3 separate regions of the Mus musculus genome follow, and regions 2 and 3 are each linked to region 1. The links are chromatin contacts, called in public promoter capture Hi-C maps. All regions are on one chromosome and are shown on one strand. The core of a region is the stretch at or near the end of the contact, and the rest is flanking DNA. Distances in the headings are between cores, read along the strand shown.

The links. Promoter capture Hi-C pulls out the DNA fragments that hold promoters and counts their contacts.
Region 2: a promoter capture Hi-C map of liver shows a contact between it and region 1, with 5 times the contacts expected there. The contact joins the promoter of Zfp715 here to the promoter of AI987944 in region 1. A contact is called at or near these places in 7 of 39 promoter capture datasets (the C10 cell line, cranial neural crest, hippocampal neurons and 3 more), 1 of 484 Hi-C or Micro-C datasets (CD4 T cells) and 1 of 115 datasets of contacts at active chromatin or transcription factors (astrocytes).
Region 3: a promoter capture Hi-C map of embryonic stem cells shows a contact between it and region 1, with 3 times the contacts expected there. The contact joins the promoter of Zfp976 here to the promoter of AI987944 in region 1. A contact is called at or near these places in 2 of 39 promoter capture datasets (embryonic stem cells and hippocampal neurons).

What each region holds. Positions count from the first base shown.
Region 1 is chr7:41,391,814-41,394,953 of GRCm38.p6, forward strand. AI987944 (expressed sequence AI987944) reads right to left here and starts at 1,566. Exons shown (of 5, transcript NM_001199330.1): 1 at 1,414-1,566. It overlaps Gm17102 (predicted gene 17102), which reads left to right and starts at 1,885. Exons shown (of 2, transcript NR_166533.1): 1 at 1,885-2,207.
Region 2 is chr7:43,311,729-43,314,868 of GRCm38.p6, forward strand. It overlaps Zfp715 (zinc finger protein 715), which reads right to left and starts at 1,572. Exons shown (of 5, transcript NM_027264.4): 1 at 1,376-1,572.
Region 3 is chr7:42,641,133-42,644,272 of GRCm38.p6, forward strand. It overlaps Zfp976 (zinc finger protein 976), which reads right to left and starts at 1,472. Exons shown (of 4, transcript NM_001242388.1): 1 at 1,348-1,472. The coding sequence starts at 1,350.

The DNA.
Region 1 (3,140 bases), core at 316-2,815:
TGAGAAAATGCCTTACAGTTGGATCTCATGGAGGCATTTCCCCAACTGAAGCTCCTTTTTCTGTGATAACTCCAGCTGTGTCAAGTTGACACAAAACTAGCCAGTACAAGACCCATCAGTGCCCCCAGGAACTAAACCACCAACCAAAGAGTATATATGAGTGGGTTCATGGCTCCTGCTACATATGTAGCAGTAGCAGAGGACTGCCTTAACTAACATCAATGGGAGGGGAGGAGCTTGGTCTTGTGGAAGCTTGTTGCCCCCCTGGGGGTAGGGGGGGATGCTAGAAGGGTGAGGCAGGAGTGGGTGAGTGGGTAGGAACCCTCATAGAGGCAAAGGGGAGGGGATGGGATGGAGGTTGTGGAGGGGAGACCAGGAAGGGACAACATTTGAATGTAAATAAGTAAAATAATTACTACTAATAATAAAGACAAAGGAAGAAAAAAAGGAAAAAGAAAAAGAAAAGTTCTATTTTACTCTCAATACATGAGGGCCTACCTGGCTCTGTCAAGCATGTTCCTGGGTTTGAGAAAGAGCTATGCCATTTTCTATACATAAGGGCCTCACAGAAAGCCTTGCTTGATCAAGCCAGTCCTGGACCCAACAGTGTTTTCCCTTTTCAAAGAGTTGCCAGCCGGTGTTCTCCTGCGAATATGGCAGAACTATGCTTTTTCTCAAGAAGAAAACTAGCAGCACTTTGTGATAAACAGCCTTTAATGTTGATTGGGACTCTATAACGCTCCCTTGAGCAGCCAGTTCTTTGCTATGAGGATGGCCCTAGTGGCTGGTTGTCAATCAGAGTAGCCTCCTTTGTTAAGCACTGGAGCACTTTTCTGGACAATCCTAGTGAACAAATATATCTATCCTAGCATCCTGATCTCTAACGGGTCTGGTTAGCACACTACTTATCTGTAGGGTGTCTCAGAGGCATTCCTCCCTCAGCTAAACTCTACTTGCTGTCGCTTAACTATCTCCTAAGCATTGGTAAATCCTTTAACATCATCAATTCTACTCTTCTACACCACAGTTTGATATGGGAGTGCTACCCAACATGAGATGCCTTTTATAACTTCTACAGAATTAACTCCAAATAGGTCTTACAGCTAAATGTTAAATGATGGGGGAGTTAACTTTTAGAAGTAGAGAAACTAGGCCTCTCTGAGTTTGACATCCTGCTAAGGATGTTTCCACACACAAGTCTCTGAGCCAGATGCTTTGAGCAGATGCCGCCCTCATAGTGAAGTTATTCACAGCCCACCGCTGGGTTCAGGGAATGACTAGGACAAAAAGGGAAGTAACAGGTGGTCAGATCTGGCCACACTTACCACCCAGACCCAGGGACAAGCCACCATACCAACTTCTGCTACACAACTGCCTGCTCCTTCCCTCTGTGGGCAGTGGCTCTGCACTCACCATGTCGCGAATTAGCAACTTGCTAGAGCTTCCCTCACAGCACCCAGCAGCAGCGCTTAGAGAAAAACAATCAGAACTTTTCCAGCAGGGTCCGTTATAGAGCTGAAACTGCCGCAAGGAACCCGGAAGGTCCCGCCTTCTCTCCTGACTGACAAATCCACCCCAAGGCTCCGATTGGTCACTAAGTCTTGCGTAACATGAACAGCTCCACCTCAAGGTTCTGATTGGCCATTAAACCTCCCTTAGGGTTAGAATGTGCAGATGGGACTCCGCTTGGTTGCTGGCCTGGTCTTCCACTACAGTATCATTCTTTCTGCAGATACACAGAGATTTGAATTTCAGTAGCGCTTGTGCCTGTTTTCCAAAAGCATACCCGTCTGTCTTCCCATCCAGCTCTGGGGAGAACCCACCGCGTCAGCTCGGGCTGCTCCTCCCCTTTGTAGGAATTGACCCTGCCCTCCCTAGCTCTCTAAATCGGGAAATCTGGAGCTTGCTTGAACTACCTTTGCTTTATTCATTAGGCACTTCCCTTTCTTCCTCCGGAAATGAAGGTGGATATGTAATGGAAATCAAGCTTGCGTATGTAATTGCCAAAATTAGCCTGTAAGCGTTACCGGCCCAGGAGCCAGGTAACTTCTAGCGATTCTGGGAATTGTAGTTTTTTTTTCTAAGTAACCCTCGTGAGAAAGTGCGGTGGCCAAATTGATTATCTGTATAAACCCCTACAATATGTGACCGGGGGCTATTCCGGCTGGGAAATTCTGCGGATATTTCTGACCCAGGTCCATCTCTTGGTCAGTACCTAATATTTAATAAACTGTTGCTTTTAATTTGGACCGAAATGGTGGTGGGGGGGGGGGAGGAGGAGGAGGGGGGGGGGAGGAGGAGGAGGAGGATGAGGAGGAGGGGAGGAGGAGGAGGAGGAGGAGGAGGAGGAGGAGGAGGAGGAGGAGGAGGAGGAGGAGGAGGAGGAGGAGGAGGAGGAGGAGGAGGAGGAAGAGAAAAAGCCCCAAATTCTCTTTTCATCCCGGATAATGGAGGGGTGGGCTGACCCAGCTGTGTCTAGGGTCTCCAGGAAATGCATTCCCTCTGCAGAATCCCAAGGTGAATGGCAGACTCTAAACAGTAAGCTTCCTGTTGGTTCCTGGATTATGGTTAAGAGATACCCTGTCTGATAAACAGGGTGAAATTGATGGGGTTTGTACACCCCATTCGGGCAATTGGGAGACGCCTATTTTTTTATTTTACTTTTTTATTCTTTATTTTTATGTATTTATTTATTGAGTAATTTCTGCGTAGTTGGAAGTTCATCCAAGGCCATCAGTTATTTTCTGATCCGTTATTTGCCTTGGAGCCTTGGAAATGCCATCTACTGACGCTGGGTGACAGAAACTGCAGTGGCCCAGTATGTGGCAACTTCACCTGGGTTCCAACGCCTAGGCTGTTCAACAAAGCAATTTCCAGAGGATACCAGGCAGTCCAGGGATTATACAAGAAATCAGTTGAAACACAATCCTATTGGTAAAATTGTCATAATCAGTCTGGTGAAACCTCTGTGCGACACCAATTCAGTCTTTACTGTTGTCTGTTTTGTGACTTGTCCACATCCGGTCTGTCCTCGTGGGTTACTATTTAGGGGGCGTCTAAATTAAACAAACACACAATATAAGGACTGATGGACCTAGAAGTAGCAAAGACCAATTTTAAATATTGTTGTCTTATATATC
Region 2 (3,140 bases), core at 322-2,821, 1.9 Mb after region 1:
TTCATTCTAAGGAACACCCTGGCCACCATATCTATGCAGTCCCTTCTGTAGTCAGCATCTAAAAACAGCATTCCTGTTTCCTGTTGCACAAAGCGCTCAGGATGACAGCCAATTTTGATTGTAGCGTGAGTTTCTAGACATTTCCCCGTCTACACAGACACATTAAGAAAAACAGGCTTATCCAATCCTCACTCCCCCACTCCATGTCTGTCTGTGTGCCCCCTCCCCCGCTCCCATGTGTAAGTGTGTGTGTGTGTGTGTGTGTGTCTGTATTTGAGACAAGGTCTATTATTTAGCTCTGGCTATCCTGAACTTGCTATGTAGACCAGGCTAGCCTTTAACTTTCACTGCCTGGGCCCCATTAGTGCTGGGATTTAAAGATATGAGCTACTTACTCCTCTCAGACCAATACACAGTTTTTTAAGCACTCCAAATCAACACAAACATTAGGGTACAAATAAAACGGCCCAATATTATTTTGGTCAACTGCCAACCAGTGATCTTTAACGTCTGTATAGGATCCCAAAGACAGGCAAGCACTGATGCACATAATGTCCAAAGGATTCCCAAGTATGACTCTAATGTGCCCCAAAGAGTGAAAGTGTTTTTAATATTTGGGATCATTCCTTCAATAATGCTGGTCATCCAGAGGTAGGAACGAATTAGTTGGAAAAGGAGACCCAAAAGCAGCCCATAAAACAAGATTCCCTACTTTTACGGACCTTAGAAGAAATCTCTTGAGCTCAGCAGCCTAGATAACTAGGCAGCATGCAAAGCGTGGGACCCCCTCCCTCCCTCCCTCTCTCCCTCCCTCATCCGTGAGAGCCTGAGCACTCGCAGTTCCGACACCTGTGGTCTTGACACTTGCTACTTTGGTCAAGCCGACGGGATTTTCTTCACATAGTGCTAACCGGAATCAAGCCACAGTCACTGGCCACGCCAACACTAACGACCAGAGTCGCCCTCACAAGCATCCCACTCCCGCCCTAGGCTCCATCGCTGCCTCTGCTGACCCCTACGCCAATCACGGCTTGAGTGGGGCACAGGCCACCTCAAAGTCTTCGCCCTTAAGCTCCCGACTCCCACCCGGGGACCCGCTGCGTGCAGCGCCCACTCACTGAGTCCCGCCCCCTAATGGCCTCAGCTGACAACTTTCATGGACGACTGCGTGAAAACCCACAGGAGAGCACATTGGGAAGTGACAAAACACCCAAGATACGGGAAACCCTCGGGAACAGGGTGAAAGCGCACCACGCGACCCCCACCCCATCTGACGAGCCCCGGCAGCCGCCTCAGCCCAGTCCTTCAGCACAAACCAGCGCTCGGCACAGCACTGCGTCCTCCCACCCCCTGCGCCGCCGCCGCCGCCACTCACCTCACACTGCCCGGCCGAGAGCTCTGCACACGGCACGCCTGACGGCGACTTCCGCCCACGGAAGCCGAAGAGTCCCGGATGGAAAAGTTCCAAACCACCTCGCGGACCCGCCAGCGAAGTAACACTCGAATGACTACAACATTTAAGGTTTCACGGCCACTCTATTTCCGGTGTCTTTTAGATTTCCGGCAGGACATGTCCACGCCCAGTAGAATAATGCGCATGCCCACTAACACTTTTGACCCGAGTGTGCCTGCCAGCAGTCAGCATGGCAGACCGGGTGGTTCCAGTTTCCTTGGAAACTGTGGTGGCGGCGTGAGTGAGCTCCGGACGTTGGAGGCCACCATCCAGGAACTTTGATTCCATGTGGGCGGGCAGCTAAATGCAACGCCTTTGAGTGGAAGTCTGAAAGCTGTCTCCCATATGGTGTGACAGGCCTGGCAGGAATATGATAGTCTAAAGAGACATTCTGTGCCCCTTCCTCTACAGACTATTGAGACAATGGAACACAGAAATAGAAATTCCATGATGGGAGAAAGGATGTGCTGAAGCCAGGAGGCAGTCAGAGCAGGGACTTGTCACAGGAAAACAGATTTCACACCGTTCTGACAACTTCCTAGACCACTTTGCAGGACAGACTTCAGTCGGAGACAATGATAGCGAGGGGCCACAAACTAAGATTGCTTGGTAAGACTGCTTAGTTACATACCTCTTGCTTTCTATTTAAACCTAATTCTGCAGGGGAGAAGGGATGATATGATAGAGAGGTAGCTTAACAGGTAAGTGCCCAAACTGCTCTTAAGGGCTCAATTCCAGCACTCACACGTCAGCTCACAACTATCTGTAACTCCTGTTCCAAGCGGACGCTCTCTTCTGACCTCCAAAGACACCGAGCACACTAGTGGTACACAGACACTCGTGCAGATAAAACACCCATACACATAAAATAAAAATTTATATCTTGCCCAGTGGAGATGGTACACGTCTTTAGTCCCAACACTCTGTAGAGAGAGTCAGGCAGACCTCTGAGTTCAAGGCCAGCCTAGTCTATAGAGAAAGTTCCAGGACAGCCAGGAGAAATCCTGCCAAAAAAAAAAAAAAAAGAATTAAATCTTGATCAAGAAGTTGGCTCATACCTTTAATTCCAGTACTCTGGAGGCAGAGGAAGGCAGATCTCTGAGTCTGAGGCCAACCTGGGCTACATAACTGAATATAATCTCATAGCTCCCATTTTGCTATTGTGGAAAGATAAACTAGGCAAGATAGATCTCCATTGTTTTAAAATTGTATTTTCCTAAATTATGCAAGCTTTTGAGAAAGAAAAAAAAAAAAACCTTTAATGGGTTAACAGAAACTTTCGATTTCCAAGACAGAAAGCATCTGGGAATATCTAAAGACTTTTTTTTTAAGGTTTCTTTCTTTATTTTATGTATATGAGTATACTGTAGCTGTATTGATGGTTGTGAGCCACCATGTGGTTGCTGGGAGTTTGATTTTAGGACCTCTGCTCACTCTGGTTGACCTCCAGCTCCGCCCCTGCTCACTCCCACTTAAAGATTTATTTATTATTGTATGTAAGTACACTGTAGCTGTCTTCAGACACACCAAAAGAGGACGTCAGGTCTCATTACGGATGATTGTGAGCCACCATGTGGTTGCTGGAATTTGAACTCAGGACCTTCGGAAAAAGCAGTCAGTGCTCTTAACCGCTGAGCCATCTCTCCAGCCCAAGACTTTATTTATTTTATTTTTTTTAATTTTCTTA
Region 3 (3,140 bases), core at 222-2,721, 1.2 Mb after region 1:
AGGCAGAGAGGCAGAGAGGCAGAGAGGCAGAGAGGCAGAGAGGCAGAGAGGCAGAGAGGCAGAGGCAGGCAGAACTCTCTGAGTTCAAGGCGAGCCTGGTAGATGGAACAAGTCCTAGGACCACAAGCTCATCACCCAGAAAAACCAGTTTTGAAAAACAGACAACCAAAAAACATAGTCAGTATGGCCATGGTACCAAAAGCAATCTACAAAGTCAATGCAATTCCCCTCAAAATTCAAACACAATTTTCTACACACATTGAAGTTGCAAGTCTCAGGCTGGAGAGATAGCTCAGCATTTAAAATTATTGACTGTTCTTCCAGAGGTCCTGAGTTCAAATCCCATTAACCACATAATTGCTTACAACCATCTGTAATGAGATCTGAAGCCTTTTTCTGGTGTGCCTGAAGACAGCTAGAGCGTACTTATATATAACAAATAACTAAATCTCAAAAAAAATAGAAAGTGGAAATCTCTACCTCATATGGAAGAACAAACACTCCCAGGATAGCCCAAAAAATCCCGAACCATAAAAAAACTTCTGGAGGCATCACAATTCGTGATCTCAAGCTGTACTACATAGCAATAGTGATAGAAACCAAATGGTATCAGTACAGACAGGCAGATCAGTGGAATCGAATACCCAGAAATGAACTCATACACCTATGGACACTTCTTAGGCAAAGAAGCCAAAACCATAGAATAGAAAAAGAAAGCACGGTGAACAAATGTTCTGGTCTAACTGGCTGTGTGTATAGAAGAATCACCCTGCACAGGATGGATCAAGGACCTCACATAAAACCAGCTACACTGAATCTAACAGCAGACAAAGTAGGAAATACCCTTGAATGCATTGGTACAGGACACAGAATTTCCTGAGCAGAACACCAATGGCTCAGGCTCTAAGACCAACAGTTAATACATTTCTAGAAAATGAAAAGCTTCTGTAAGGGAAAGGACACTGTCAATAGGACAAAACAGTAGCCTACAAACTGAGAAAAGATGTTCACCAACCCTATAGCCAATAAGGGGTAATATCCAAAAGTTATAAAGAACCAACCAACCAAACAAACAAAATTGTAGAAGATACTGGAGAAACTAGGCATTTCTGTGTTTGCCATCTTGCCAAGAAGGTTTCAACACACAAGCCCATGCTTAAATATTCGCGCAGATGAAGCCCCAGAGCAGAGTTTTTCAGAGCAGCTAAGACCACAAAAGACCTCACAAGTGGCCCTGTATACCTGAGGTTCGCGGTGCGCACCCTGCCCCAGGGAGGACTCACCATACTCGCTCCAGTTGTTCAATCGCCTGCCCCTTCCCATTGGAAGCAGCTGCCATATACTCACCATGTCGCGAGGTCTGAGCTCGTCTGAATTCCCCTCACAGCACCCAGCAGTAGCACACAGAGCAGGACACACAAACCACACCACACTCCTCAGATATAGTTTGGAACCGGCAGCATAGCACCGGGAAGCACCCGCCTCCACTTCTGACTGGCAGGTCAGACTGGAGGCCGTGATTGGCCAGCGAGTCTTGAATGACATAAGCAACTCCCTTAAGGTTAGTGTGTGATGAAGGGACTCAGTTTAATGATTCCTGGCCCACGTTGCTGTTCCAGGGCCGACCGTTTTCCAGATAATAGGGTGAGAGTGCACTGATGGGATAAAGCAAAGGGGTTGTGCTAGGACCCCAGGGGCCCAAATGTTGAGAACGCGACCCCTAGAGACACAGCTTGACAATAGATCGCTGCAATGGCAAGACAGGTTTTTATTCCAATGCGCACAGGGTTGCTCAGCCTCGCAGGGAGAGTAAATCCCAACTGCTTAAACTACAGTTTTTTGTTTTTTTTAACTACTCTTTATTTGTGGGGCATGGAGGGAGGGTTACACAACTTTATCAATGTTGGCCAGCAAAGTAACAGTTATGTTTTTTACTTTTGGTGTCAGCCAGCGATGTCAGAAACTTTGTCAGCAAGGTCGGTTTATCTTAGAATTCAAACTGAGGCCGGGGTCCCAGGGACCGTTTTTATTGTTATAGCAAATTTTTGAGAACAGCTAGTCTTGCTATGGCAGTTGTGGTCATTTTGACCATTAGACAGTCCCCTCAGATGGGGAAGGGGGCAGGCAGTCTTGAGCTTCTTTACACTGGCAGGGAAAGGCTTGTTTATATCAGCAGGGAAAGGGCAAGGAGCAGGGGGAAGGGAAAGGCTTCTGCAAACTGAGAATTCCTCAAGCAGCAGGGGGGAGGGAAAGTCTTGCTTCTGGCTTCCAGCACTCCCCTTCTCCCTCCTGTAATCAAGGCAGATAGCTTGCAGGGCCCATTATTTAACTTGCAGTGTAATAAACAATCCAGTCCATAGGGGAAGGGCACCCAGAATATTGACAATTGAGGAGATTTTTAGGAAACACTAAGATTTTTGTTCTGTGGTTTCATGGTCGGGTCAGGTAAACTGCAGCTATGTTTCACCTGGTAGGCATCAGACTTTACACAGCCCCAGGAGAAAAGCAGGAAAGAGATGAGAAACTCTACACAACACTATTGCTAGCCAGCACATCTTCCTTAGTGCGAAGAGGAAAAAACCCACAGCTGTATTAATAAAGGTATCCTAATGGACAAAACTGATAGAACGGATCTCTCTGTACATGTAGAAAGTGGATTTATTGGAATGGCTTGTAAGCTGTGGTCCAACCAGTCCAACAATGGCTGTCTGCAAATGGACAGATGAAGAATATAGTAGTGGCTCAGTCCATGTGGCTGGATGACACTGCTGGTCTTCAGTCTACATCACAATTAGGAATAAGTAGGCCAGTTTTCCAAAAACTGAGCTTGCTGGTCAGGGTAAGACATGAAGAACAGGAGAAAGAATTACCATCTTCAGTGACCTTTATAAATGTAGTCTGCCACCAGAAGCTGTGGCCTAGATTAAAGATATCTCTTTTCACTTCAAATGATCCAGATTTAAAAAAGAGTTTACAACCTAAAAAGATATAATCATGAAAAATCCTTCACAGTACCGGAACTGTAGCAATTTTAGTTAATTCCATGTATAGCCAATTTGACGACCAAGAATAACCATCACAAGAGGCAAGACAGAAGAGTTAAGACAGATTTCCTTCCATTTGCAGGCAAGGACAACCTG